Linked DNA regions of Mus musculus: region 2 is linked to region 1. Evidence: chromatin contacts called from public promoter capture Hi-C data. All regions are on one chromosome and are shown on one strand. The core of a region is the stretch at or near the end of the contact, and the rest is flanking DNA. Distances in the headings are between cores, read along the strand shown. Region 1 holds the start of Polr2f (polymerase (RNA) II (DNA directed) polypeptide F). Region 2 holds the start of Tomm22 (translocase of outer mitochondrial membrane 22).

The links. Capture Hi-C pulls out chosen DNA fragments and counts their contacts.
Region 2: a promoter capture Hi-C map of adipose tissue shows a contact between it and region 1. The contact joins the promoter of Tomm22 here to the promoter of Polr2f in region 1. A contact is called at or near these places in 5 of 39 promoter capture datasets (the C10 cell line, the HPC-7 cell line, embryonic stem cells and 2 more), 1 of 484 Hi-C or Micro-C datasets (bone marrow-derived macrophages), 5 of 115 datasets of contacts at active chromatin or transcription factors (astrocytes, cardiomyocytes, extraembryonic endoderm stem cells and 2 more) and 3 of 9 other capture datasets (adipose tissue, embryonic stem cells and pancreatic islet).

The regions. Positions count from the first base shown.
Region 1 is chr15:79,138,925-79,143,492 of GRCm38.p6, forward strand. Polr2f (polymerase (RNA) II (DNA directed) polypeptide F) reads left to right here and starts at 2,401. Exons shown (of 5, transcript NM_027231.2): 1 at 2,401-2,510. The coding sequence starts at 2,491. It overlaps 1700088E04Rik (RIKEN cDNA 1700088E04 gene), which reads right to left and starts at 2,327. Exons shown (of 7, transcript NM_138581.2): 1 at 2,231-2,327; 2 at 1,957-2,068; 3 at 314-376. The coding sequence starts at 2,059.
Region 2 is chr15:79,668,826-79,673,393 of GRCm38.p6, forward strand. It overlaps Tomm22 (translocase of outer mitochondrial membrane 22), which reads left to right and starts at 2,043. Exons shown (of 4, transcript NM_172609.3): 1 at 2,043-2,183; 2 at 2,348-2,466; 3 at 3,072-3,189; 4 at 3,392-4,037. The coding sequence starts at 2,067. The coding sequence ends at 3,466.

The DNA.
Region 1 (4,568 bases), core at 1,151-3,650:
ACGAGATCTCACTGTGTAGCCATGGCTGTCAAGAACTTGCGGTATGAACTCCCCATCCCTTTCATATAGAGCGACATTGAAAATGTATTTCTGAGCCAGGCATGGTGGCACTCATTGTCAAAACTAACACTTGGAAGGCAGAGGCAGGCAGACTTCTAATAGATCTGTTCGAGGCCAGCCTGGTTTACAAAGTTCCAGGTCAGCCAGGGCTACACAGAGAAACCCTGTCTCAAGAAAAAAAAAAAAAAAAAAAAAAAAGTATCCCTGGTTCCTTCGCCCAGAAAGTCTCTAGCGTCAGAGTGACTGCCCTTACTTTTCATGGTGTCCATGATGTGGCGTTGCTGGAAGTTTGTCAGTTTAGACTCCTTCATCATAACTGCAAAATAAAGCCGGGGCTGACGTCTGGAGCTTCAGCAGACACACCTCATCCCACCAGGTCCCGCCCTTGCCCGCCCCCCCCCTCCATTCTGCACTGAGCTCCTCCACTCCTCTGCCTACTCCATCTTCTTTAGAGTGCCTGTCACTTAAGGTTCTTTTCCTTTTCTTGTATTTATTCATTAATTTATCTTTTTTTATTTCTCTTTTTATTTATTTGTTTATTTATAGAAACGGTCTCACTTTGTAGCCTGGCTGTCCTGAAATTTGGTATGTACATTGGGCAAGCCTCTAACTCACAAAGACTCACCCACCTCTTTCTTCAGAGTGCTAGAATCAAAGACATGAGCCACTATATGCAGCTTTTCTCCCTTTAAGATTGTATGTGGGCTGGAGAGATGACTCACATATCAAGAGCATATATGATGCTCTTCCAGAGGTCCTGAGTTCAATTCCCAACAACCACGTGGAAGCTCACAACCATCTGTAATGGGATCTGGTGCCCTCTTCTGGCCTGCAGGCATACATGCAGGCCGAACACTATCCATAATAAATAAACAAACAAATCTTAAAAAATAAAAGGTCGTGTGTGTGTGTGTGTGTGTGTGTGTGTGTGCGCGCGCGCGTGCGTGAGTGTGTAGCTATGCGTGTATGGCTGCCTGTGGAGGGCAGGGAAAGGCACTGACTCATAGGAAGCTAGAGTTACACATTGCTTTGACCCACCTGATATGGTTGTGGGGGATTGAACTTGGGTCCTTGAGAATAGCCAGTGCTCTTAATCTCTGAGCCATCTTTCCAGTCCTTATTTTATTTCAAGGATAGGTTCTTACTATATTATCTAGGCTAGCTTTTCTTGGGCTCAGGCAATCCTCCCATTACATATGCCTAAGACACACACACTTTTTTGGTGACTGGCTAACATGGGTGCTGGGGAATGAGCTTTCAAAGGGCAGTACATGTTCCTAACCACTGAGCCAGCTCTCCAACTGTAACACACACAGACTTTTTTGTGTATGGTGTGCTGGGGCTGAAACCCAGACTCCACATCTGCCTAGAATATACTCTGTCACTGAGCAACACCTTCAGCTCTATAATTTTCTCCTGTTCATTTTTCTTGTTACCCTCCTGTGTTATCAGTTTTCTGAGAGCAAGAGTTGTCCTTTGCAATCCTCTCAACACTCTATTCCTAGTACCTAGGACAATATCCAAATCACACATTAGGTTTTTGTCGTTGAATAATTAAGTGCATACATGCTCATTCATGTAGCAGAGGCTGGAGCTACAGTTGTGAGCAGAAACAGGCACGTTTCTTTGCCTGGTGGTGTTCACCATTTAGAAGGTGACACTAAACACCTCTAAGACTGTATAATGTCTAAGCCTGGTGAAGGGAATTGAATTTGGTACTGTGAAGGTCCCACTGCAGTGAGGAGATAGGCTTCATTGAAAGTGCATGTAAAAGATGAACTAACCATTCCAAAATTCTCCATCTCTGGTCTTTGATTCTTCCCCGAACCTTTCAGAATCCCAAGCTCTTAAGGAAAAACCGCACCGCTCGGGTCGTTGATCCCCTAATGCACTGACCTCTGAGCAGCTCACAAGTCCCCGGCGTGTAACCTGCTTGCTTACGGCAGCGGCGGAACCCGGTTCCTTTGGTCACCGAGTCCACCCTTTCCTGGGAAGCCATGGGAGGGCCCTAGGAGGGAGAGAAGCAATGACTCGCCCTAGTTACGCTTCGCAATCCGGACCTCTCATCACGAGCAACCTGGGAGTCTGAGAAGCTGGTGCCCGACCCCTCGGCTCCGGACAGCGCAGTGACCACAGTCCCTATCGTGACGGTCCGGGGAGGAGCGCTCACCTTAGGCGATGACCTGGGCGTGACAGAGCCCTCCGCACGGAGAAACTCCAAGGAGCTAGAGTGTCAGCGTCCTCACTAATCGCTCCTTGTTACCATGGTAACTAGCGACACGCCTCCACGCACGCGCATTAGCGTCTGGTCGGCCGCTGCTTCCCGGAAGTAACTGCGCCTGGGTCACGGCGCAAGCGCAAACTACGCGTGGTGCGGCGAGGGGCAAAGGCGCGCGTTCTCTGCTCTGCGCCCCGGGCGGAGAAGGCATCATGTCAGACAACGAGGACAAGTGAGCACGGGCCACGGAAGGAGGGAGGTCGTGGTGCGAGCAGGGCTCTTGGAGCACAGGCTAGCCCAGCTGCTGGGTTGGTGGGGCGAAGTCTTCAGAACTTCCTACCTCGCGGAGCAATGGGGACAGTGGTCAGAGAGTTCAGTCCGTGTGGCCCCTGTCCTCTGAGCGCTCTCTTTCTGGAAGGGAATGCCAGAGGTGTGTAGCTTGTGTAGTCGTGGAAGTAGGAAGGAAAAAGCAACCCAGAGAATGGCCTGGAAGGCTGGGAGCAGACGCGGGCTTGGGCTAGGTGTGATAGTAGCAGAGGTGGCAGAAGTGGGGATAGACTCTAGAGAGCATGAAGTTTAGTGTTGTTTGAGGCAAGGCCTCACTCTGAAACCCAGGCTGCCCGGGAATTCACTATATAGCTAAGGCTGGCTTTGAATTCGACACAGTCCTCTGCTTCAGCTTCCCAAGTGTTGATATATCTGGCATGAACCACCAGACCCAGCTGGATTATGGACATTTTTTTTTTTTTTTTCCGAGACAGGGTTTCTCTGTATAGCCCAGGCTGTCCTGGAACTCACTTTTGTAGATCAGGCTGAACTCAGGAATTCACCCACCTCTGCCTCCCCAAGTGCTGGGATTAAAGGCGTGCGCCACCACCACCCGGCTGGACATATTTTTATTTTATTTATTTGGAGACCAAATATAACCTTATATCAGGTGGTTCGAACATAGAGATTCATCTACCTCTGCTTTCCAGGTGATTTTTGTTCTTTTTTTTTTTTTTTTTTCCTGAGACAGAGTCTTTCAACATAGTCCTAGCTGTGTCTGGAAGTCACTGTGTAGATTTGGCTGTCCTCAAACTTACAGAGATCTGCCTGCTTTCACCTCCTGAGCACTGGATTACAGGCGTGCGCCACCATGCCTGGATCCTGATATATTTTAAAGATAGAACCTAAAGGATTTCTTGATACGCTGTATATGTTAATCAAGAGAGAAGATGAACTATGGTAGTCCTGATAGATCAGTCAGAATTCAGAGTCTGGGCGTGGTGGTTCACACCTGTAATCCTAGCACTTGGGAGGCTACTGCAGGGGAATTGTCCTGAACTAGATGTCAACATAGTGAGTCTCAGGCCAGCCTGAGTTACATACTGTGCAGTAAGATTGACTTCAAAACAAGCATACAAAATACAGTCAAAAATGCAATGAAAGCAGAGATGACGGCGTTGACCAGGGCAGTGATTGCCACCAGAGAAGAGATGGTGAGTGAGTGACTTGGGGGGAAGAGAACCCAGAAAAGCATCCCCTCCCCCAGAGTGGGAGGCAGGAGGGAGGAGCCAGGTATGCTGGCTGTCCAGGGGAAGGGTTCAGCATTGTAAAGATCCTTAGTGAAGCTGGGGGTGGTGCAAGCCTTTGATTCCAGCACTCAGGGCAGAGACTTGGGGGGGGGGGGGGGAATCTCTCAGTTCCAGGCCAGCCTTGTCTGCAGAGTGAGTTCCAGGCCAGCCTTGTCTGCAGAGTGAGTTCCAGGACAGCCAGGCAGCACAAAGAGACACTTTTCTTTTTTTTTTTTTTTTTTTTTTTAAAGATTTATTTATTTATTACATGTAAGTACACTGTAGCTGTCTTCAGACACACCAGAAGAGGGCGTCAGATTTCGTTACAGATGGTTGTGAGCCACCATGTGGTTGCTGGGATTTGAACTCTGGACCTTTGGAAGAACAGTCGGGTGCTCTTACCCACTGAGCCATCTCACCAGCCCCTTTTTTTTTTAAAGATTTATTTATTTACTATATGTAAGTACACTGTAGTTGTCTTCAGATACACCAGAAGAGGGCACCAGATCTCATTACGGGTGGTTGTGAGCCACCATGTGGTTGCTGGGATTTGAACTTCAGACCTTCGGAAGAGCAGTCGGGTGCCCTTACCCACTGAGCCATCTCACCAGCCCAAAGAGACACTTTTCAATGGGGAGGTTGTGGGGTGCGATGATCAGTGAGCACAGGAAGGATGGCTGTGGAGCTTGAGGGTGTGGCGAAAGCCTTACTGAGGTGAGGCTCTGACTCGGGAA
Region 2 (4,568 bases), core at 793-3,292, 530 kb after region 1:
GAAGAAACCAAGAGAGGATCCAGATGCATCAAATAGGTAGACATTATGGAATAATGGGGCTTGCTTGTGTCCGGATCACTGACTGTTTTTTGGCAACCATTTATTGAGCACTGCTGATGCTGGGTATCTTTTTTGGTTTTTTTTTTGGTTTTTTTGTTTTTTTTTCTTTAAGACAGGGTTTCTCTTGTGTAGCCTTTGCTGTCCTGGACGAAACTAACTCTGCTGACCCAGGCTGGCCTAGAACTTTGAGATGTGCCTGCCTCTGCCTCCTGAGGGCTGGGAATAAAAGTGTGCAACTGTGTTTAATTCTCATGACAACTTTAGTACTGTTTTTCAGTTGAAGAAACCGGTCCAGTGAGGTGAGGGCTAGAAGGGAAGGAGCTATAGCTGGAGCCTCAGGGTGCACTTGTATGTCCAAATGATGTGACTTCCCCTGCCAACACTGGCACTTTAAGCAGGGTGCTGGAGTCAGAAGGTCGTAGAGCGGCTGTACTGTGAAGGACTTATGAGCTGAACGCTGCCATAGCCCTGGTCTGTCCTCTGCTCCGGGCTCAGGATTTTCTGGATCGTCTTGTCCACCCCCCAGTGGTCTGAGGGTGACATTGTACCGCTCCACTGTTTGCTCTCTTGGCAATTTTGCAATAGTTGAAAACCCTTTTACTGTTAAGCAGACTCTCTTAAACTTACGTATAAGCCGAGCACGATGTTGCATGAGTTTAATCCCAGCACTTTGGAGGGAGAGGCAGGTGAATTTCTGTGCGTTGAATGTTTTCATAGAGAGTTCCAGGACAGCCAAGCCTGGAACTTAAAAAAAAAAAAAGTAATAATAATAGATCATGTTTGTGGCTCAGTTGGTAGAATAAAGGCCTGGTTTTGATTCCTGTGTGGTGACACACCTGTGGCCTTAGTTCGAGGTGGAGGCAGGAGGATCAGAAACTCAAGGTCATCCACAAAATGAGTTCAAGGCTAGCCTGGGCTACATGAAACCGTGCTTTTAATGTGTGTGTGGGCCCAGGGGTGGGGGGGAATGAAATGAATAAGTGGTTTAAAGATGCTTGCTGCTGCAGGGTGTGGTGGCCCACGCCTTTAATCCTAGCACTCGGGAGGCAGCGGCAGGCAGATTTCTGAGTTTGAGGCCAGTCTGGTCTACAAAGGACAGCCAGGGCTACACAGAGAAACCCTGTCTTGAAAAAAAAACCCAAAAAAATGCTTGCTGCTGAGTGTGAATTTGATCCCCAGGCCCCACGTGGTGGAAGAAAAGTGTTGTGAATATTCACCAGAGAAGACCGAGTAGACATGGGCTTTAAGCCATAGAAAATCTTTATTAGCCAGTGTTTAGGATCTCAGTATAGCCTAGCAAGCCTTTCTCAGAGTGAGCTTTTAAGCACACACTCGCACATACACACACACAACAAAAAACACGGAGTCAGTTGTGCTAAGGTCTGGGGCCCTGTTACAGAGAGGATCAACTGCAAGTGTCCTCTGACCTCCATAAGTACACATATTGCTCACTTGTGGTGGTGCACGCCTTTAATCCCCGTACTCGGGAGGCAGTAGCAAGTGGATCTCTGAGTCTACAGAGAGTTCCAGGACAGCCCAGGGCTATACAGAGAAACCTGGTCTCAAAAATTAAGCCGGGCGTGGTGGCGCAGGCCTTTAATCCCAGCACTCGGGAGGCAGAGGCAGTCGGATTTCTGAGTTCAAGGCCAGCCTGGTCTACAGAGTGAGTTCCAGGACAGCCAGGGCTACACAGAGAAACCCTGTCTCGAAAAACCAAAAAAAAAAAAAAAAAAAAATTAAATAAACAAAAACCAGATCTCTCTAAAATATGCAGTTTCGGAGCCAAGCCCAGACCCAACGGCACAGAATAGCTGAGAAGCACCCGCATCTCTCCCTGAACATACTCTTACAGTCAGTTGAAATTAAGAGGCTGGCGACACCAAGGGGGCGAGCTGGAGGAGACGCCAACGCTTTCTCTCTAGCCAGCCCGGCTCGCTTCCGGAAGACGCTCTGTCCAGGGGTGGGCCGCTTCGCCTGCTCTCTTCCGCTTCCGGTGTCCTACAGCCATGGCCGCCGCCGTCGCTGCAGCCGGCGCTGGGGAGCCTCTGTCCCCCGAGGAATTACTCCCGAAAGCCGAGGCAGAGAAAGCCGAGGAGGAGCTGGAAGAAGACGACGACGACGAGGTGCTAGGGCTGGCGGGGAGCGGGGCGAGGGCGGGCGGTTGGGGCGTGGACGCCGCGAGCCGAGAGGGCGGCTTCTCCGCGCGGCACGGAAGGGCCAGGCCCGGGGCTCGGCGGTTGCGGTGCTGCTGCCGCTTCACCGACGACCCACGCCTCCTCCACCACAGCTAGACGAGACCCTGTCGGAGAGACTCTGGGGTCTGACGGAGATGTTTCCCGAGAGGGTCCGGTCAGCCGCCGGAGCCACCTTTGACCTCTCGCTCTTCGTGGCTCAGAAGATGTACAGGTAAAAGGGCCGACGGAGAGCCACCGGGAGCGGGCATGGACGGGTGACGGGTGCTGTCAAAGGACAGCGGGCCTCGGGAGTCGCAGAGCAGAGTTTGAGTGACCTTGGATTCATTGTCATACCCCGAGTGTGGTTGGTCTTCTGCAGAAGGGAGTTCTTTTTTTTTTTTTAAAGATTTATTTATTTATTTATTATATGTAAGTACATTGTAGCTGTCTTCAGACACTCCAGAAGAGGGGGTCAGATCTTGTTACGGATGGTTGTGAGCCACCATGTGGTTGCTGGGATTTGAACTCTGCACCTTCGGAAGAGCAGTCGGGTGCTCTAACCCACTGAGCCATCTCACCAGCCCCAGAAGGGAGTTCTTAACCTGGCGGGGTCGTTATGAGACTAAGGTTACGTATATACGAGGCTTATAAGAATGCACTGTATCGCTAGGTAATTACTGCTCCTCTTGCCTCTGCCAGGACTCTGGGGGCAAGGAATTGGTAGGGTACGCTTTTAGAAGATCGAGGGCGGTACTGCACGTCCTGTTCCAGGTTCGGTCCTAGCCGGAGTGCCGGCTTTCCTTTTCATGACGCCTCATCCACTCTTTCCCTCTGCAGATTTTCCAGGGCAGCTTTGTGGATTGGGACCACTTCCTTCATGATCCTGGTTCTTCCCGTTGTCTTTGAGACAGAAAAGTTGCAGATGGAGCAACAGCAGCAACTGCAGCAACGGCAGGTGAGCACATGTTCTTCTTGGCGGTGGGCCAACCGCAGAGCCCCAGGAGATTGGCACTTAACCCCAAGTGGGAGCAGGTCCCTGTACTTTCAGGTACTTGGCAGTGTAGAATTTGCCTGCCCCTCATGTGTGACAGAAGGGACCGACGACTGGAACTATGCAGTATCTTAACAGTCTTTTTTTTTTTTTTTTTCTTTTCCAGATACTTTTAGGGCCTAACACAGGGCTGTCAGGAGGAATGCCAGGGGCTCTACCTCCACTTCCTGGAAAGATGTAGATTCTTCCTTCGGTATTTGTCCTTGTGGGAGAACTTTGAAATTCATTTGTGTTTGAACTGCTGATTGTTGGAACTTTTTATTCTTTTTTTTAACCTTGGCACATGGATCTATTTGAACATAGTGGGAACTTTCTCTGTTTCTCATGGAGAGACCCCAGGTACACCTGTGCCCTACATAATGAAGTCCCTCACTTACTTCTTCCTGTTCTCACTCCAATGCTGGAGTACAGCCATGTGGAAGGTTAGCCTACTCTCTAATAAACTGCTCCTAAGGAAGTTCTTACATGCCCATTGTGGGAAAGAAGTAAGTACCCCTGACCATAAGGACTTTTTTTTAATGGAAATGTCTAGGACATGTAAGCACCGTGGCACTGACAAAATTCATTATACCTGAGTACAGAAGTCACCAGGAATCCCAGAGAGAAGGGAGGCTGGCTGTAGCTTTAGCCAGAGGGGGACTGGGCAGAGCAGGCACTCATTTCCTCTGCAGAGTTTGGCTCTTAGACCTGCTTATGTATAAAAAAGAAGTCAGCGCTCACTTTTTGTATTTAAATATTAAAAGAACTCGAACTGAAAGTGTTATTGCTGTGTTTGTGGTAGTATTTCACACCTAGGTTGTTTTAGAAAGCCAGGAACACTGCCTGCCAAATTTCCTCTGGCTTCAGCCAGCATCTGTTTCAACCTCATTTCATAGACCAGTCTGACCTCAAAAAGCTTTCTCTTCTTTTCCTTGTGTGTGTGGTATGTTTTTTGTTTGTTTTATTTTTTTTTTTTTTTCAAGACTGTTTCTTTGTGTAGCCTTGGCTATCCTGGAACTTAATTTGTAGACTAGAGCTGGCTGAGAACTCAGACCTGCCTACCTCTGCTTTCCAGGTGCTAGGATTAAGGGCAGGAGTCACCAATTCCTGTTTAGTGAAGTTTCCAAAAAGGAAAGAGAACATTTATTATTGAACATAGTAGTGATTATTGCCTCAAATTCAAGACTCCCTCCACAGAAAGTGCAGGCCAGACTCTGGATATGCAGACTATACTGTATTTATAACCTGTTTTCTGTATGTTTGCCTTATAGTCTTGAGAAAGAGGAGGTTTGCAAATAGAGCTT